Linked DNA regions of Gossypium hirsutum: region 2 is linked to region 1. Evidence: chromatin contacts called from public Hi-C data. All regions are on one chromosome and are shown on one strand. The core of a region is the stretch at or near the end of the contact, and the rest is flanking DNA. Distances in the headings are between cores, read along the strand shown.

Evidence for each region. Hi-C and Micro-C count contacts between places; a contact is called where the count stands out from the background.
Region 2: a contact with region 1 is called in a Hi-C map of leaf, with 2.4 times the contacts expected there. The contact joins the enhancer-like site here to the promoter of LOC107937965 in region 1. A contact is called at or near these places in 5 of 34 Hi-C or Micro-C datasets (hypocotyl and leaf).

What each region holds. Positions count from the first base shown.
Region 1 is chrA12:3,321,577-3,326,718 of Gossypium_hirsutum_v2.1, reverse strand. It overlaps LOC107937965 (glycoprotein 3-alpha-L-fucosyltransferase A), which reads right to left and starts at 1,660. Exons shown (of 7, transcript XM_016870983.2): 1 at 1,031-1,660; 2 at 288-448. The coding sequence starts at 1,432.
Region 2 is chrA12:3,362,651-3,368,073 of Gossypium_hirsutum_v2.1, reverse strand. No RefSeq gene overlaps it. Among protein-coding and RNA genes, the nearest start is that of LOC107937944, 12 kb to the right of the region's middle. Within about 2 kb of position 2,438, at least 2 of the 9 cell types and tissues checked have an H3K27ac peak or open chromatin away from gene starts, as enhancers often do. A contact at or near this core is called in leaf, where this site is marked.

The DNA of each region.
Region 1 (5,142 bases), core at 411-2,910:
AAAAAGATGCTAATGGAGTTACTGAATGCTTTTAGATAAAATCTCACAAACTGTTAACATTATATAAACATATTAGAAGTACATGCTAAATATCATGGAAAACATAAGGACACATGTAGCCATGTCTATGAGCTTAGATTCTGGGAAATGCAGGCAAAAGCTTGGTAAAGAGAATATTGGAAAGAAATAAAGTGCTTAATGAGCAGAAAAGAAGCCCCACAACATTCATGGCAAAATCCGTGTTAGTTTCAAATGCAACCAAGTCATTACAGATAGTGCTTACCCACCGTCGTGCCTGAGCAAGATTATTCTCTGAATAGTACGAAGCCGATTCCATCGAGCGCAGCACACTAGCTACTCCAGATTGTTGAGGCAAACCAAAGGCAGCATCAGGCTTCTTACTGGGATCAAACCCAAACTTACAACTAACAGCACAAGTTTCCCACTCCTACATAACCATGAAGAGGAAGTTAGGAATACGCAAGGAAACATTTATTAAACCTAAAACCACTTAGCCAGATCGACTAAACTCCCCAGAGTCATCAAGGAAAGTTCAACTTCTACATAACACCAAAGCCACGAATATCAATATGCAAAATGATAAGAACATTTTAGAGTGAATTAGCATCAGTCAGTAACATTTGTTAACTCCTAATGTTATATATAACAAAAAATAGAGGAGAGGTAAAATAAACTTATATATGTTCCTTTGACCACCTTAAAAAATTCTATAGGGAGATGATCTTCCCTTAAAAGCTATAATTCATATTGTTAATACAATTCCTATGATTCTGTCAAATTGTGCAAATAACTGTGTAAGAATAACAATTTCATAGAAAAATCGATTTGAAAAAAAAAATCAGAATCTTAAAAGCTAAAGGTTCCAATTTGAAACAGATAAGTGCAGTTTCAATACGCTAAATTATCTAACGACCTTTCAAAGACCAAAAAAAGACAATTGATCATCCTATCATTTTATCTCAAAAAAAGAAAGGAAAAAAGGAAGAAGAAGAAGAAATGGTGAAGAAACCTGGTCAGCACCAGAAACCCAGATGGGATCCTTGGCAAAATCCCTTGAATAAATCACGCCATCTTCTCTTTCAAGCCACTCCTCACAGCTCTCTTTAAACAAGTTCTGATCGCCACCCAATGTTTCAATATCGAGCTTTTCAACGCCAGCAACCTCTGCTCCATCAGAAGGGTGGTATTTATAGAACATCTCAGGCCATGAATCGAAAAAGGCAGCATTTTTGGCCATGTCAAGACGACCCAAAAACGCAATTTCAGCTATGACTACAAGGGCCACAACTAAAGGCATCAAATTGGAACATTTTGTCTTGTTGGAAACTGATGTGGAAGATGGCAAACTATCAGATAAGGGCAACCCATGTTCTTGGGTTCTTGGTCCTCTTAGATTTGAGATAATACCCATCAAAAAAAAAAAAAAAGAGACCTCGTCTGTGTCTCGCTCTCTCGATCTAGCTCTCTCTACAAAGGGGACAAAAAAACAAATCGAAGGAGGTAGTAAACCTTTTCCGCTTTAAAATGTTTAAGACGTTAGTGAAATTAAACTCGAACCAAGAAGAATTTTCTTTTCCTCTTTTTCTGTTCTTTTGGATTTTATATGTCTATGTCTGAAGCAGAACTTGTCCTAAGAAAAAAAACATGAAAAATGTTAGGATTATTTTCTTCAAAAGTCCCTACACTATTATCACCTAACCTTCACAAAGATTATTAACGAGTCCTCAAAGTCAATGGTCAGTTTAAGCATCTAAATTAAGCAAATTAAATTGTAAATAAGTGTACCTAAATTTAAATGTAATGATTTAAAATAAATAGTATTAATAAAATCTAGGGAAGTTATCTTTTTAATATATCATATCTAAACAAGTAAAATTTAAGCTAATATTTAATAAAAAAAATAGATTGAGTGTTCAATTCCAATGTTTTGAAATTTAGGACCAATATAAAATATGAATCATACATTGAAAATATGGAGTGCAATTAATCCAAAAGGTTAGGGCAAAGACTTCAAAAGGTCTGCGGGGGTTGGTCTAGTTGCTAAGAGGCGGCGTTGGACTTTCCCATTCAGTTTAATATTATTGTGGAATTAGTTTTGGACGCTCTTTGATTTTACTTTATATGATACTACAATTTACAGCATCTTCCAACCATTTCTTTTCTTAATTTTCTTCCTCTCAATTTCTTTATATCTACTGGCTAAACTATTAAAATAGTTATTTTTATTTACCTCATATTATATTTTAGTCATTTATGTTTGAAATGTAACATTTTAGTCACGTACACTAACGTGTTGTAACATTTTAGTCATTGGGTCGTTAATTGTCGTTAATGGTGTAACGGTAAGCTGACGTAGCACGTTAAATCATCATTTTAAACAAAAATTTTAAGTTAAATTATATAATTGGTCCTTATTTTTTTTCGTTTTGATCAATTTAATCTTTTTATTTTATGTTCTTTTAATTTTTTCTTTACTTTTCATTTGTTAAAATTAGTCTTTATACTTTTATTTTTTTGAACAATTTAATTTTCTTTTTCTTTTTTTATTTTCCTTTTCTTCTTCTCCGTTAGTTTTAATAAATAGAAAACATAGGAAAATTACATTAAAAGAGATGAAGGAGGAAAGAATATAAGGGGAGAAGTAGAAGAGGATGAAAAAAAAAGGAAAATTAAAAGAACATAAAAAAAATTAAATTGCTCAAAACGAAAAAATATGAGTACCAATTGTATAATTTAACTTAAAATATGATGATTTAACGTGTTACCTCATCTTACCATTACATTGTTAACAGCAATTAATAGTTTAGTAATTAAGATGTTATAACATGTTAATATAAGTGACTAAAATGTAATATTTTAAACATAAATGACTAAAATGTAACTTAAGGTAAATAAAAGTGACTATTTTGATAGTTCACCCTTTATTAAAAGAGGGGAGTTGAAATTACACTGCCACAACAACCCATAAAAATGTTTAAGCTACCTCCAGCCATAACTGCCTTTCGGGAAATAAAATCACTATCTAGAGAACTGAAACAAACATTAAAAAAAGAGTCGATTGAGGGGTATTACAACTTTAAATGGTAGGTTTTGATACAAATTGTTAACTTGAAAGCAATTGCTAAGTACTAAGCTAAGTTTTGACAGAAGTGATTAGAAAGTTGGCACTTCTCCAAGAACTGTGAAACAAAGAACAAACAACAAGGTACACGAAGATTGTTTATGCAGTTCGATTTCCTTATGTCTTTAATAATTTTTGCATGTAAAGCAAAATAAAAACAAATATTATCTCACTAGTTGTCTAATATTTAACTAATACTAAGCGATATTACGTGGTCAGATCGTATTACGAAAATAGAACTTATGTTAGTAGATGAACTTAAACATGTCCTTAGTCTAATCGAAAATAATCAAATCGATTAAAAGGTTGATATGTCATCTATCAAATCTCATTGGGGAGATTCTTTATCTTATACATCGAAATGAATAACTATCAAAAGATAGAGACATAAATGTGATTGACTAGACTGGCAGTACATCGAACAAGACCCAAGTAGAATAATTCCTGAACCCATTTGTGTATTTATTTACTTGTAACATTCATAGTGTGACATACCTTAATCTTAGGTGGATGATGGACTATGTATGTGTAACTTGTTGATCTATCACTGTTCGTTGTGGCAAATTCAAGTATTTTTGGCACTTAATGAGCTTGTTTTTGAGTCATCTTATATTATTTTTTTATGTTTTCTAATTTTAGTAGGTTGTGTTTAATTTTAGTAAAATAAGTGTTTTACGCATATTTTGGTAATGTAATGACTTAATGGGCTAATATATGGGCCTAGGGAAGGACTAATAAGTCGATTTAGTGTGCAGAACACCATTTTTAGGCCAAGAACATTAAAGAAAACGACAATGTCATGACACCAGCATGTGGTGTCGCAACATCGCATTTCAAAACTAAAGAAGTCCCTCGTGAAGTTCAATGTCACGACACTAGTCCTGTGGTGTCGCGACACCAGAATAATGAAGGACAATTTTAAGTCAAAGGTGTTTTTGTTTGCATGACACATTTTATTCAGCCTTATGACTTGTAAATGACCTAGTTAGGGCAGAACACATTGCTATATATATTCATACTTAGCCTAAGTTAAAGAGGCCATTTAGAGAGCCGTTTTTAAAGTATATTTTTAAGATTTAATTTTAATTTCAGTTTATTTTCAATTTAGTATTTTATTTCAAAAACATAATTTTTCTTCTTGTATTTGGATCCAAGGTTTCATTTATTTAATTTTTATAAATTTATTTTTGGTTTTCAATTGCAATCAACATTATTTTCGCAACTATCAAATGAATTACGGCTTTCACGCACAACTCGATATCAGAACGGATCAATTTCTCTATTCCATTTCTTTATTTAAATATTTGTTCTGCATGTTTAATTTGAAATTAGGTAAATTTGCATCTAAATTGATAATAAACAGCTTACATTAAAATTGGAGAAAAATGATAATAAATAGCTTGCCTCAATTGAGAGGCTAATTCAGTAGGGATGAAATTGTTATTTATTAAAAGCTTAGGGGGAAAATGATAATAAACAGCTTGCACTAAAATAATATTAGACAGCAGCAGTAGACTAAATTTTAAAAATCACCATAAATTTTAGAAATATAATTAGAAGATGAAAAAATATGAAATTAAATCTTATTGAGTCTAGTTTCTCATAGAAGAAACAGTGTAAGCAATGGATTTGTAAATCATGAGATATAATAAATTTTTTTGAGACAATGTTCGAATGAATTCGGGAACATTAGAATAAAAAATTAGAGAATTAAATTTATATGCTTAAAAATTTGAATGAGTCTATTTTCAAGAGAAATAAACGGGAACATTATTTGAATTCTTTACAAGGAGATAATTAATTTTAGTGAAGAAGGGTCGGAACTGTCAGACAGCAAAATAGGGGTAACTTTAATGAATAAACTGTACTAATAGGCTAAACCAAAAATTCTGAAAATTTTATGGTAATAATATATTTGAGTCTAGTTTCAGGTAAAATTAACGGATCTTAATTTGGAGTTCTGTAGCTTAAGATATAAATAATTTAGTAACTATAACTCA
Region 2 (5,423 bases), core at 1,189-3,688, 41 kb before region 1:
ATCTTTTGCTTAGGTGTGATCGGACACCTAATAAATCCTCTTTTTTTTTAAAAAAAAAAGAAAATTTATTTTTGAACAAAAATGAAGGTCGAATTTGGGTCTACGTGAAAATCTAGAGAAAAATAAGGTTCGGGAATCGGTTACGCACGAGGAAGGTATTAGCACCATCGCTGCCCAAAATTGGTATCTTGTTAAACACGCGTTGTCTTAATTCTCAAAATACAAGATTAATTTAATATTTAATCGCGATTCGATTAAAATACGAGAATTGGAAATTTTTGGTTTTTTTAGAAGGACGTCTCGTTTTTAACACGAGCCAATAATATTCACCCAACATAGCGATGAAATCAGCGACCTAGTGTTAAAATCGGTACGTTGCCTTATTTATTGAAATTAATTAAAAATAAAAAATATATGTCATAGATAATAAAAATATACACTAATATATAATAATAGTGATAATATTAATAATATTAGAAATAATAATATTTAATAAAGAAACGAAAATAAACAAGAAATGACTAAAATCGAACTAAAAACAGAGTTTTGGGACAAATTTAAAAGAAATAAAGGGAAAAGGATCAAAATGCAACACGCGCGTAATCTGGAAGGACTGAAACAGAAATTATTCCTTCCCTTCAAAACGCAGCGCAGCACGGGAGACCAAATTGCAGAGCATAATGAATTTCGGGGCCAAATTAAAATAAATAGAAACTTGATTGCAGAACATAAAAAAGCGGAAGGGCCTAATGTGCAAATAGACCATTAAGTAAAAAACACGCGGATCCTGAGGCGGGTTCGGATCGAACGGATCGGGTATGCTCAAAACGACGTCGTTTTGGGTGCTAATGACCAGCCCCAAAACGATGTCATTTTAGGGGGCTATAAAAGTCATGTTTTTGAGAAAAAAATCATTTATTAGCCTGAGGAAAAAAAAAGGGGAGAGAGAGGAGAGAATTCTCTCTGAGATAGGCCCAACTCCGGCCAGGAAGGTCGCCGCCGGCCACCGTACACGGTGGCCGAAAATTCGAAAAAAGGTATTTTTATTTTTATCTTTTCTTATATTTTTTATATGTATTTATAATAAAAATATATATTCATGCAAATCAATAGATTCGAAAAAAATAAAGATAAAAAAATCACCTTAGGTATTTGCTTTTGATTTTGGTATTTTTGGTTCCCTGATTCGGTGTTATACTCGTGCTTTTTATCAATGGAATTGCTATTCTCGTTTTTGCTTTTAAAATTGAATGTTTGTATTTGTGCAAAATTGCTGAATCCCCAAACTGATTTTTTTCCTGGCTTTTTAAAGCCATTTTACATATATTTCCTATTATTTTCACTGTTGTTTGCGTGTTCCTCTTGCAGGAACAGTTGGAGCGGTGCTGAGACAGCGTTAGAGGTGTCAGAAGGGTGGTGGCAGGTGGTGGTGACAGACCATAGGGGCGGCGGCCAGCTAGGCTAGGGTTTCTTTTCTTTTTTGTTTTTTTGTTTTAGATATTGGGCTAGGGTTTGAAATTGGGCTTAGTTGGGTTTGGTTTTTTTAGTTTAGTTTGGGGTGGATTTAATTTATTTGGGCCGGGCAAATTGAGCTTGTAACAAATTTGATTTGGATTTTTGTTTTCTTATGACAATTCACATGGTAACAAAGGTTTCTTGGTGACCAAAGAATGTTTTATTATTTTTCTTAGTCTTGGGTTGTGATTTTATTATTGATTTTAATTGAGTTTTTGGGGTTGCTGAGGTGTTTTTCAAGACTGTTTTGGGGTGCTGCTAAGCCTTCTGCGTTTCTTTTCTTTTTTTTTTGTATTGGTTTGGTTGGATATGGGGTTTAGGTTGGGGATGGTGTCATTTGCTTGAGTATGTTGTGTTTATTTGCTTATGTGATAAGTATGGGTGTGCTTGATGTGATCCTGTTTTGTTTTCTGTTTCGCCAACCTCTTGCTTACTCGTATTTTTGGGATTTCAAATTATAAAATGACACATCAGATAAATATGAAGAATAACTTTTATATGTAAATATTAAATTTAGAAAAACCTTGAAATTTTTGTAAAAGTTTTAATTTTCTTTTATTTACTTTTTTATTTCTTATTATTTCATTTTAACATTTTATTTCTCTTAATTTTTTATTGTAAATAAAATATGAAATAGTTAAGTTAACTATTTTAATTATGAAAGGACCTAATTGATATATCATTGATAGTTTAAGAATTTAATTAGAATACTTTAAAATTCAAGTTCACATTTGATACAATTAACTTAAATTTTTATTTTATAATAATTGAACTCATGGTTGGATGGATTAAATTAAAAATTATAACAATAATAAAGGCTTGCCATAAAAGGTGTGGAAGAAGCACTAACTTAGGGTTGGGCCCAACAAATTGATTTGAAATGAAAAGAATGGGTTGGGTTGGGTTTTGATTTAATATGTAAATTTTAAAAATACTTAGTGATGATGTCAACATGTGATTCATTACTTAGGTTTAATTGTTGTCTTCTGCCCACGTTGATCACGTGGAAAACACCATTTATTATAAATATATGATTTTAACTGTGTTATCCAAATTCACACCTAAATTTTATTTTGAATAATGTACACTATCCAATTTCCAATAGGTGGTGTATAGTTTTTAAATTATTTTTTATCTATTTAATTTCTATAATTTTAAAATTTTATTTTTATACCTTTCTAATCATATTATCCTTTCAAAATATCTTTATCTTTATATATATGTTCCTATTAAAATTTTAATTCATAATTATTTTCATGCACATAAAGTATTTAAAACATCTTATGATTGCTCAATAAAGTTTTTTTTTTTTTGTTGTTGTCAATTTTCATTTTATTAAATATTTTAATTAAGTTAATTAATAATTTAAAATTTTATTAAGATAGTTTTTAGGATAATATATCTTAATTTATTTTCTCAACTTCTGTTTATTAATAAATTTAAATGAAATATATGTTTTATTTTTATAATTTTATAACTTCAAATTTTTAAAAAAGATATTGATTTTAATTTATTTATTTTAAATTTTAACTGTTTATACATTTTATAAAAAACTCATTTATATAATTTTAATTACCATTAAATAGTGTAAAGTTTTAAAATTATAAATCTAGAATTAGAGTTTAGCTTTACAAAAATGAAAATAATTTTATAATATATAATTTTTATTAATATAAATATATATTTAATGAAAATTTGTTAATAATTTACTTTCTTACACTTTGTATATTTTTACAACACATGTAGAAAAAAAAAAACTATTCTATGGCATATAATTTTAGTATTTGAATTTATTTTTTAACTTTAAAGTATATATATATTTTAAGATAATATGAATTAAATAAATTAATATAAATTTGAAAATTTAAATAAATAAATATTAAATATTTTTGATCATTTAAAATTTAAATTTATTTTGATCATTAAAATAAATTAATTTTAATTTGTTTTCAAATCATACCTATTTCTTATATTATGATTAAATAATAATTTTATTTCTATTTTATTTTCTTTTTTTTATTAAGTTTTATTTTAAATGTTTTGCTATACTTATATTACAATTTGATAATATTCATAATTTCTTTTTTGTTATATTAAAATTTAGAGATAAATCTCAAAATTATATATGAACTTTGATTTAATCTATAATTTTATAAATAAACTTTAATTTGGTGCAATTATACACGTAAAATTCTAATTATGGTTCAAATATATGCTTGACACTTTAATTTTAATTTAATTATATGCATTTAGAGAAATAAATACATCAATTTATTATTATATTGGATAAATATAATTATTTATATATGCAATATATAAACATACAATGATGTTGTATCAATAATTGTGTTAATGGTTTACAAAAATTAGATCAAATTAAAGTTTCATGTATAAAATTGCATAAAGTAAAAATTTATGTATATGATTGCACATTAAACCATAATTCATATATAATTTTGAGATTTATCCATAAAATTTATTAATAATATTAAATTATATGTATCAAAAAATATTAAATTATAAGATAATATTTCTTTTATTTAAAAATAAATAAAACTAGTTACTGCATCGCATAGGTAACAACTAACAAGCTAGTATAATCTTCATACAAATAAGGTAAAAATCACATTTAGGTTAGTTAAATTTGTGACAGGTGTCACACTTATAATATAATATAATTCTATATTTAATTAAATTATGAAAATTATTTCCTTTTAGTATTCTCTTCAAATTGACATTTTAAAATTAAAAATGTAGTTAAAACTTTTCTCTTCTTTCTCTAAATCTATAGTTTTTTATCTTTTGTTTTGCTCAGCGGCGGTATTACCTTCTTTTCTTTCTTTCTTTCTTTTTTTTCTCATTCACTACACATGTATTTTCTCTTTTCAGTTTGCAGATCTATTTTGTGGGTATCTTTGTTGCTTTTACAAGTTGTGATAAACAGGTGGCGGTGCATATCGTTCGCTATAACTCCACCGGCCACCAGTAATTTTTCTTGGAAAGTGGGTGGCTCTTCGTCAATTTCTTAATTTGTTTCTGTTTTGAGAGTATTTTAAAATAATAAATGAATTCACGTGTCTATTTAGACTCATGTTGTCTTAAGTTTTATATGTTTTGTTGTTTGTTTTTCCATTGTTTAATAAGTCTTCAGATTTAGAAGTTTTTGTCTGCTCTTATAGCACATTTTTTAGTTTTGCGTATGCATGTCATCTTGGTTTTACAAGTGATTTTAGGAATGATTTTGTTGTCGGCTTCTCTAGCACATTTTATTTTTATTTTTGGAAATTCATCACAACTTGATGTGGAATAAACATTTTTTTAAGATTTAAACTAATTAAAATCATTTAAACCCTAAAATTAAAACTGCCATCTTTTTTTTCTTGTTGAAATAAGAAGCTAAAACAGGATAAAAAAAAGGTTCTAAAATCGGGTTCATTCGAAAACACCCTTTCAACTACAAACCTGATTTCTTCTTCAATCGAAAGTGGGTAAGGTGTTCCTTTTTCTTGGATTCATATTTAATTGTGGTTGTTGTTTTTCCTCAAACTTAGGGTTGTTTTTATTATTTTGGGTTTACTTTTAACAGGTTTAGGACCAACATAGAGTTGATTTTTTTCTTGTCGGTTTGTTGTTCTATTTGAACTTTAAAAGTCAATTCTCACTTTTGGTTTATTTGTTGGTTGAAGGTTTAGGAAGGGGAGTAATGAGTTCATCCTTCTCATCGTTTGAAAGCAGGAGAAGCAACGGCCATAGTCGTGTGCGTCTTTTGAGTACAAGGGAGATGGTGTGTTTTGCTACTGTCTGATGTGGACAACTTGGAAGAGATCGAATATTGGTAGAAGGTTTTTCAGCTGTCCTAATTTTAAGATTGTTGACAATGGGTTCTTCAAATATGGCATGACGAACAA